Regions from separate parts of the Oryctolagus cuniculus genome. Here region 1 is linked to region 2. Evidence: chromatin contacts called from public Micro-C data. All regions are on one chromosome and are shown on one strand. The core of a region is the stretch at or near the end of the contact, and the rest is flanking DNA. Distances in the headings are between cores, read along the strand shown.

Region 1 (2,700 bases), core at 195-2,694, 550 kb after region 2:
ACTGCCAGTAGCTAGGGGACACGAGGCAAGTTACTTGGGCTCTCAGTGACTCGGGGTATTTTAATCGGAATCATGGTTTTCCGTGGTACTCCCCTAATACCACGCCAGGGAAAGCCTAGCGATGTCTGATGCTCCCTTAGCAAGGCGGTTACACTGGACTCGGCGGCCCCTGCCTGCGCATGCCTCCCCCAGCCTCCACTGCAGAGAGGAACTGGAGTCTTGGCCTTCCTACGAGCATCCTGGCCGTGGGCTCCGCTCCGACGTCACCGGCCGGAGCAATCCTCCAACGTCTATGCGGATTTTGTTCCAAATGCAGAATTTACAAGAGAAATCCAAGCAGCTGCGCACCAGGAGGGCACAGGGCCCAGCAGGATGCTTTGCTCTGAGGGTTTTCACCCGGAGGGCCTGCTAAAACTCCCCCAGCAGTGGGGATTCGGTAGGCCTGGGAACTTGCATTTCCAACAAGCGCCCAGGTGATGCTACAGCTGCCGGACTTCAGCCCAGCGGCGTTCCCAAATTGTCCATACAGGCTGTGAGCTTCCTTCCTGAACCACCCCACTGCACCACCCCATTCACTGCCAAGGAGGAGGAGGCCCGGGGCTCGGCCGAAGGGCCCAGCCAGCCGCCACGCAGCCTCAGCGCTGGCGGGCGTCCGCCTCGTCCCGCGGGTGGACTCGTGCCCGGCAAGCGGTCACCCTTGGTACTGGTCTGCCTTCTGAAACCGGAAACGGAGCAGTTAGCACGTTCGCGGGGGAAAAAGCCTATAGGTCCTGGGCAACATTCCGTTTGGGCTGCAGACGGATGCTGTTTCCTGTGCGTGAATGGCCTGGCCCGCCGCGGGGTGTGTGCGTGCGTGTGGGTGCGCGGGTGGGTGCGAAAGCGCAGGATTCCGATCTGGGCTCCCACGGCCTCGGGGCCCGCGCCCGGCGTCGCAGCGCCGCCTTCTTTGTTAGGGACGCCTGCTCCCGACTGCTTCCTCCGAGTCCGCCGAGGACTTGTAAGCTCACAGGGCTCCAAAATCGCGCCCCGGGGGACTTTGTACGCAAACTCCTCCATCTCCCGCAGGCATCTCGCAGGCCCTCCCGGCTCGGGCGGTGCGTGCCGGGGCTGGCGCAAAGCCACCACCGCCCCCCTCACCTCCCCCACCCCGGCCCTCGCCTCGGGAGGCAAAGAAAAGTCGGCCGTGAGTCACCAGGTCCGTGTGGGTCGCGTGGGGGTTGGAGGAGGAGGAGGAGGAGAGGGGAGCGCACCCCGAGCCGGGCGGCGGTGGGTGGAGAGAGAACTCATTTTGTGTGAAGAGGGCCTCGAGTCACCAGGGAATTCCTGGATTGTCTCGGGCTGTCGTGCGCGGTGTCCATCACGCCGCGCGAGCACCATCTGCTCGGTATTATGCTCGCAGTTGCCAGGCTACCTGCTGTACGCAGTAACACTTGACTGCCCGGCCCCGCCAGCGCCGCGGCCGCGCGCCCGCCTGATTGAGCCATCTGCGCGGGGAGGGGCGGTGCGCCGCGGCCCAGGCCGAGCTCACAGCGCCATCTGCTGGCGGCGCGGCGGCTCAGCAGCTGCGGCTCGCCAGCCTCCCCCGACCCTGAGCCGCCTGCAAAAGGCTGCAGCCCCGGGGGCGTGCTCCCCGCCGGCCGGCGCCCCCAGCTCACTCTCGCCCCGCAAGTCTTTTGTGATCCACCCTCCCCGGAGCCGGCAGCCTCTGGTTCGCCGCCAGCAGCCCCCCATCCCTCTCACCCAACCACGACGCATGTTCTTGAAGACACTTGAGAGAAAGAAAGCTTGCCCGCGCACAGATTTATAAATAAACAGCTGGCTGTTCTTGGGAGATATTTTTACCGCGGCTGGTTTTTTTGTTTGTTTGTTTTTTGTTTTTTGTTTGTTTTTTTTTTTTTTTAAGTTGGAAACCTCCTCTTTTAGGGAGGTAAGAGTGGTAGGTTATTATTATTATTATTATTATTATTTTACATCTCCCACCTCACTTTAGCCCTTGGAAAATGGCTAAGAGCTTTCCCTGGCTCTGATTTCTTGTGCCTCCCTTTATTTTGCTGAAACGTGACAGGGTCTGCAGAGAAAGGAAGATCCGCGTCGCCCCCTGGGTTGGACGGGAAGAGGCTGGGTTGAGATACCTGGGAGCACGCCAGGGAGGTCGCTGGGTAGGGAGTGGAGAACGGGCCAGTAATTAAAACTAAAAATACTGCATCATTCGGCTTCAAGGCATCGCGTTTCGCGTGACGAAGGCACAGCCTGGTTCTTTCTAATTGCACAACCCAGTGTGTGGCCTCCCCACACACAGGAGCCAGGGCTCCAAAGGCTGACAAGCGACAGCCTTCTCCCTCTGGAAGGCCTCTTGGAGGCTCAGAGAAGCTGCCTTGGGTGATGCGGTTGGTGCGGCAGCCTGGCTCCCACGGCAGGGCAGGGGGCGCGTCCTCACTGGCTCCCGTGGGAGACAGGGCCCGGGCGCGTCCTTACTGGCTCCGTGGGACGCATGGCACAGGGGGCATCCTCACTGGCTCCCATGGGACTCAAGGCACAGGGCACTTCCTCACTGGCTCCCGTGGCACGCAGGGCAAGGAGTGTGTCCTCACTGGCTCCTGTGGGAGCTGGTTCCATTGCAGGGCGGCCCTTTAACAATGCACATAGGCCCTCCTGCCCGTGGTTCCCCAGGTTTCCAGAGGGAAGCCTGAAGGCAAAAGC
Region 2 (2,700 bases), core at 167-2,666:
CCACCCATGTGGCCGACCCTGTGGGAGTTCCTGGTTCCTGGCCTCAGTCTGGCTCTGCCCTGGCAGTTGCAGGCGTTTGGAGAGTGAACAGCTCTCCCGCTGTTGAACGGCCATGAGCCCTAGGCTGGAAGGCACAGGCGGGCAGCCGCCATGCAGGCAGCCCCAGGTGCCCTGGATCTTGCAATGGTCTTCACCAGCTGTGGACTGCTGGGGTGGACGCTCTGAGGGCGCTGTGTCATTCCCAAGCATGTCCGTCTCCCCTGTGCCTCCTGTATTGCGCCACATGCCCTCACCCACGCTAGAGCCCCGCCTGCAACCAGCCACTCCCTCGGAAGCCAGAAGGGCCAGATCTGGCCCGGGGCCAGGTTCTGAAGCCGCAGCACGGGGCAGAGAGAGGCGGTGGTGGGTGTGGCCGGGAGCCTTGTGTTACACATTCAAAGCCTAATTTTGGATCCCAGTCATCTTTGTAGCCAAGCCTGAAAGATCACCGCTGTTGCAAAATGAACTCAGAGCTCTGAGGAGCGACCCGGGCAAGTCCTCAGCGCTCTTGCCCAGCGCTCCTGTCAAGCTGGGTTTGTTGGGGTCTTCCCCCTGGTGCGTGCTTAGCTCTTAGGCAACACTGATCGTCTTTCAGCCCCATGCTAGCTGAGCGCTGTGTACAGCTCCCGAAGTGCCTCCGCTCACCAGAAGCCGCTCCGGCCTGCCAGGCATCAGTCCCTTGCGGTGGCACAACGCAGACAACAGGCCCGCCAGGGGAGGGAAGCTGCAGGTGAGGGCAGGCGGCTTCCCCTTTAACAATGGAAACAACTCGGACATGGGCCCCGGGAGCCACAGCCAGACAGACAGACAGAAGGGCCGCTCCCCACTCTGACAGGGCGGGTGGGCACGTCCTGGGCACAGGGACGGCCGCCACGCGCAGGCCGCAGCCTCCCTGGCAGGCGGCGGCGCGGGCTGCGTGCTCGCTCGCTCGCTCGCTCGCTCGCGCGCGCGGGGCTGGCCAGCCGGCAGCCCAGCAGCTGCTTGTAATTAGGCGCCGCCGCTTCAGAGGAAGTTGCTGGCTGCGGAGCGCGTGCTCGGCCTGGCTGCCGCGCCGAGGGGAACAATGGAGATAGAAAGTAGTGGCAGCCGGGGAAGGGGAGGAGCGGGCCGGGGTGAGGACGCGCGGCTGCGCTCCCAGGCTCCCCGCCCCCGTTCCTAGTCCGAGAACCCGGTCTGGGCGCCGCCGCCTGACCTCTGGGGCTACCCGGTACCTGCGGGACATTGGGTTTCCAGAAGTGCGGCTAGCTGACATCTTGAACGGCACGCTGCGGCCTCGTTTTATCTGACTGGACCGTCTCTGTGGAGCCGGCGGCCGCAGGGGAAAACAAAAGACTTCAGGATGCAAAAGGCACCGGCTCTTGGCGCCACACTCTTCAGTATCTTGCTAAGAAATGCGCCCCGGCTGGCTAGATCAGGAGGCAGAGAGAGAGAGAGAGAGAGAGAGAGAGAGAGAGAGAGAGAGAGAGAGAGAGAGAGAACTTTGCAGAAGTGGAATGTGGGTTAATTAACAAACTTCCCCCCACCCCCTGCATGGAGAAAGACTTAACTAATGTCTGGTTCCTTATACTTTCCAAGATTTCTTCTTCCAGGCTTCCTTATTAGAACCTAACAGGAAAATGAAAACAGAGGAAGGGGCTGGGTGACTGGGACTTGGGGGCCCCTGTCCCAGGAGGCCGCCCACGACAACCCGAGTTTGGAGTCCCCACAAAGTATCCCGGGTTTTGGCCAGCTCAGGGAACATTTTGAAGACCTCCCATCAGACAAGTGGACGGGGCCTGAGGGTTCTGCGACCTCAGCGTGAGCCCGCTCCACTTGCACAACTGCTGATTTCTGTTGCTTTAGAAGGGCGGGTGTCTTACCTGTTACTGGGCACCCTGGATGTGTAAAAGTGACAGCCCCACACAATGACACATTATTGGCTTGGGCTGCTAAGTGAGGAGGCAATTTCATAACCTCTCCCCCTCGTCGTTGCCTGGCGCGAGATGACTGGAAATGCTATCAATCAGTAGGCACGAATGCAGGAGAGTGCCCGGCATGGACGTGGGCATGGCAGTTTTGCTCCCTAATGATTAATGAAAATAAATGATGAGGTTCTTCTCTCCAGGACTGACTGCGGGCCTGCCGCAGAGACTGTGGTGACAGCTCAGAAGGATTCTTCCAGAAAGGTTCAAATAGGTACGGATTTTTCTTCCTTTTCCTTCTCTTCCCTCCAACCTAGGTCTTAGATTTTTCTAAGCACACCACTGACCCCTCCCCCGCCCTGGCCCCCCACACAGTTAATTTCTAGAGCTGTGGGACTCAATACAGTTGCCACTAGCCACAGTGACAATTTAAGTAAACAAACATTAAATGAAAATTTTAGCTTAATTCTTCAGTCATACTAACCATATTTTTTTAAAATTTTTATCAATTTGTTTATTTTTATTTGAAAGGCAGACAGGCAGCGGCAGAATACAGAGAGAGACCTGCCCTCCAATGGTTCACTTCCCAAACGTCCTGTAACAGTCAGGACTGGGCCAGGAGCCCAGAACTCAATCCGGGTCTCCCACATGGATGGCAGAGAACCAGTTACTTGAACCATCATCTACTGCCTCCCAGGGTGTGAATTCTCAGGCTGCTGAAATCAGAAGCAGAAGCAGCACCTGAACCCCGGGCACTCTG

Evidence for each region. Hi-C and Micro-C count contacts between places; a contact is called where the count stands out from the background.
Region 1: a contact with region 2 is called in a Micro-C map of ear pinna, with 3 times the contacts expected there. The contact joins the enhancer-like site here to the promoter of LOC127483147 in region 2. A contact is called at or near these places in 5 of 6 Hi-C or Micro-C datasets (ear pinna, embryonic fibroblasts, liver and 2 more).

What each region holds. Positions count from the first base shown.
Region 1 is chr8:25,061,112-25,063,811 of mOryCun1.1, forward strand. The region is part of intron 2 of MAML3 (mastermind like transcriptional coactivator 3); the gene reads left to right. Among named protein-coding and RNA genes, the nearest start is that of MGST2, 46 kb to the right of the region's middle. Within about 2 kb of position 1,445, at least 5 of the 8 cell types and tissues checked have an H3K27ac peak or open chromatin away from gene starts, as enhancers often do. A contact at or near this core is called in ear pinna, where this site is marked.
Region 2 is chr8:24,515,080-24,517,779 of mOryCun1.1, forward strand. LOC127483147 reads right to left here and starts at 1,417. Exons shown (of 2, transcript XM_051819479.2): 1 at 685-1,417. The coding sequence starts at 1,291. LOC127483150 (a long non-coding RNA gene) reads left to right here and starts at 674. Exons shown (of 4, transcript XR_007909101.2): 1 at 674-769; 2 at 2,144-2,214.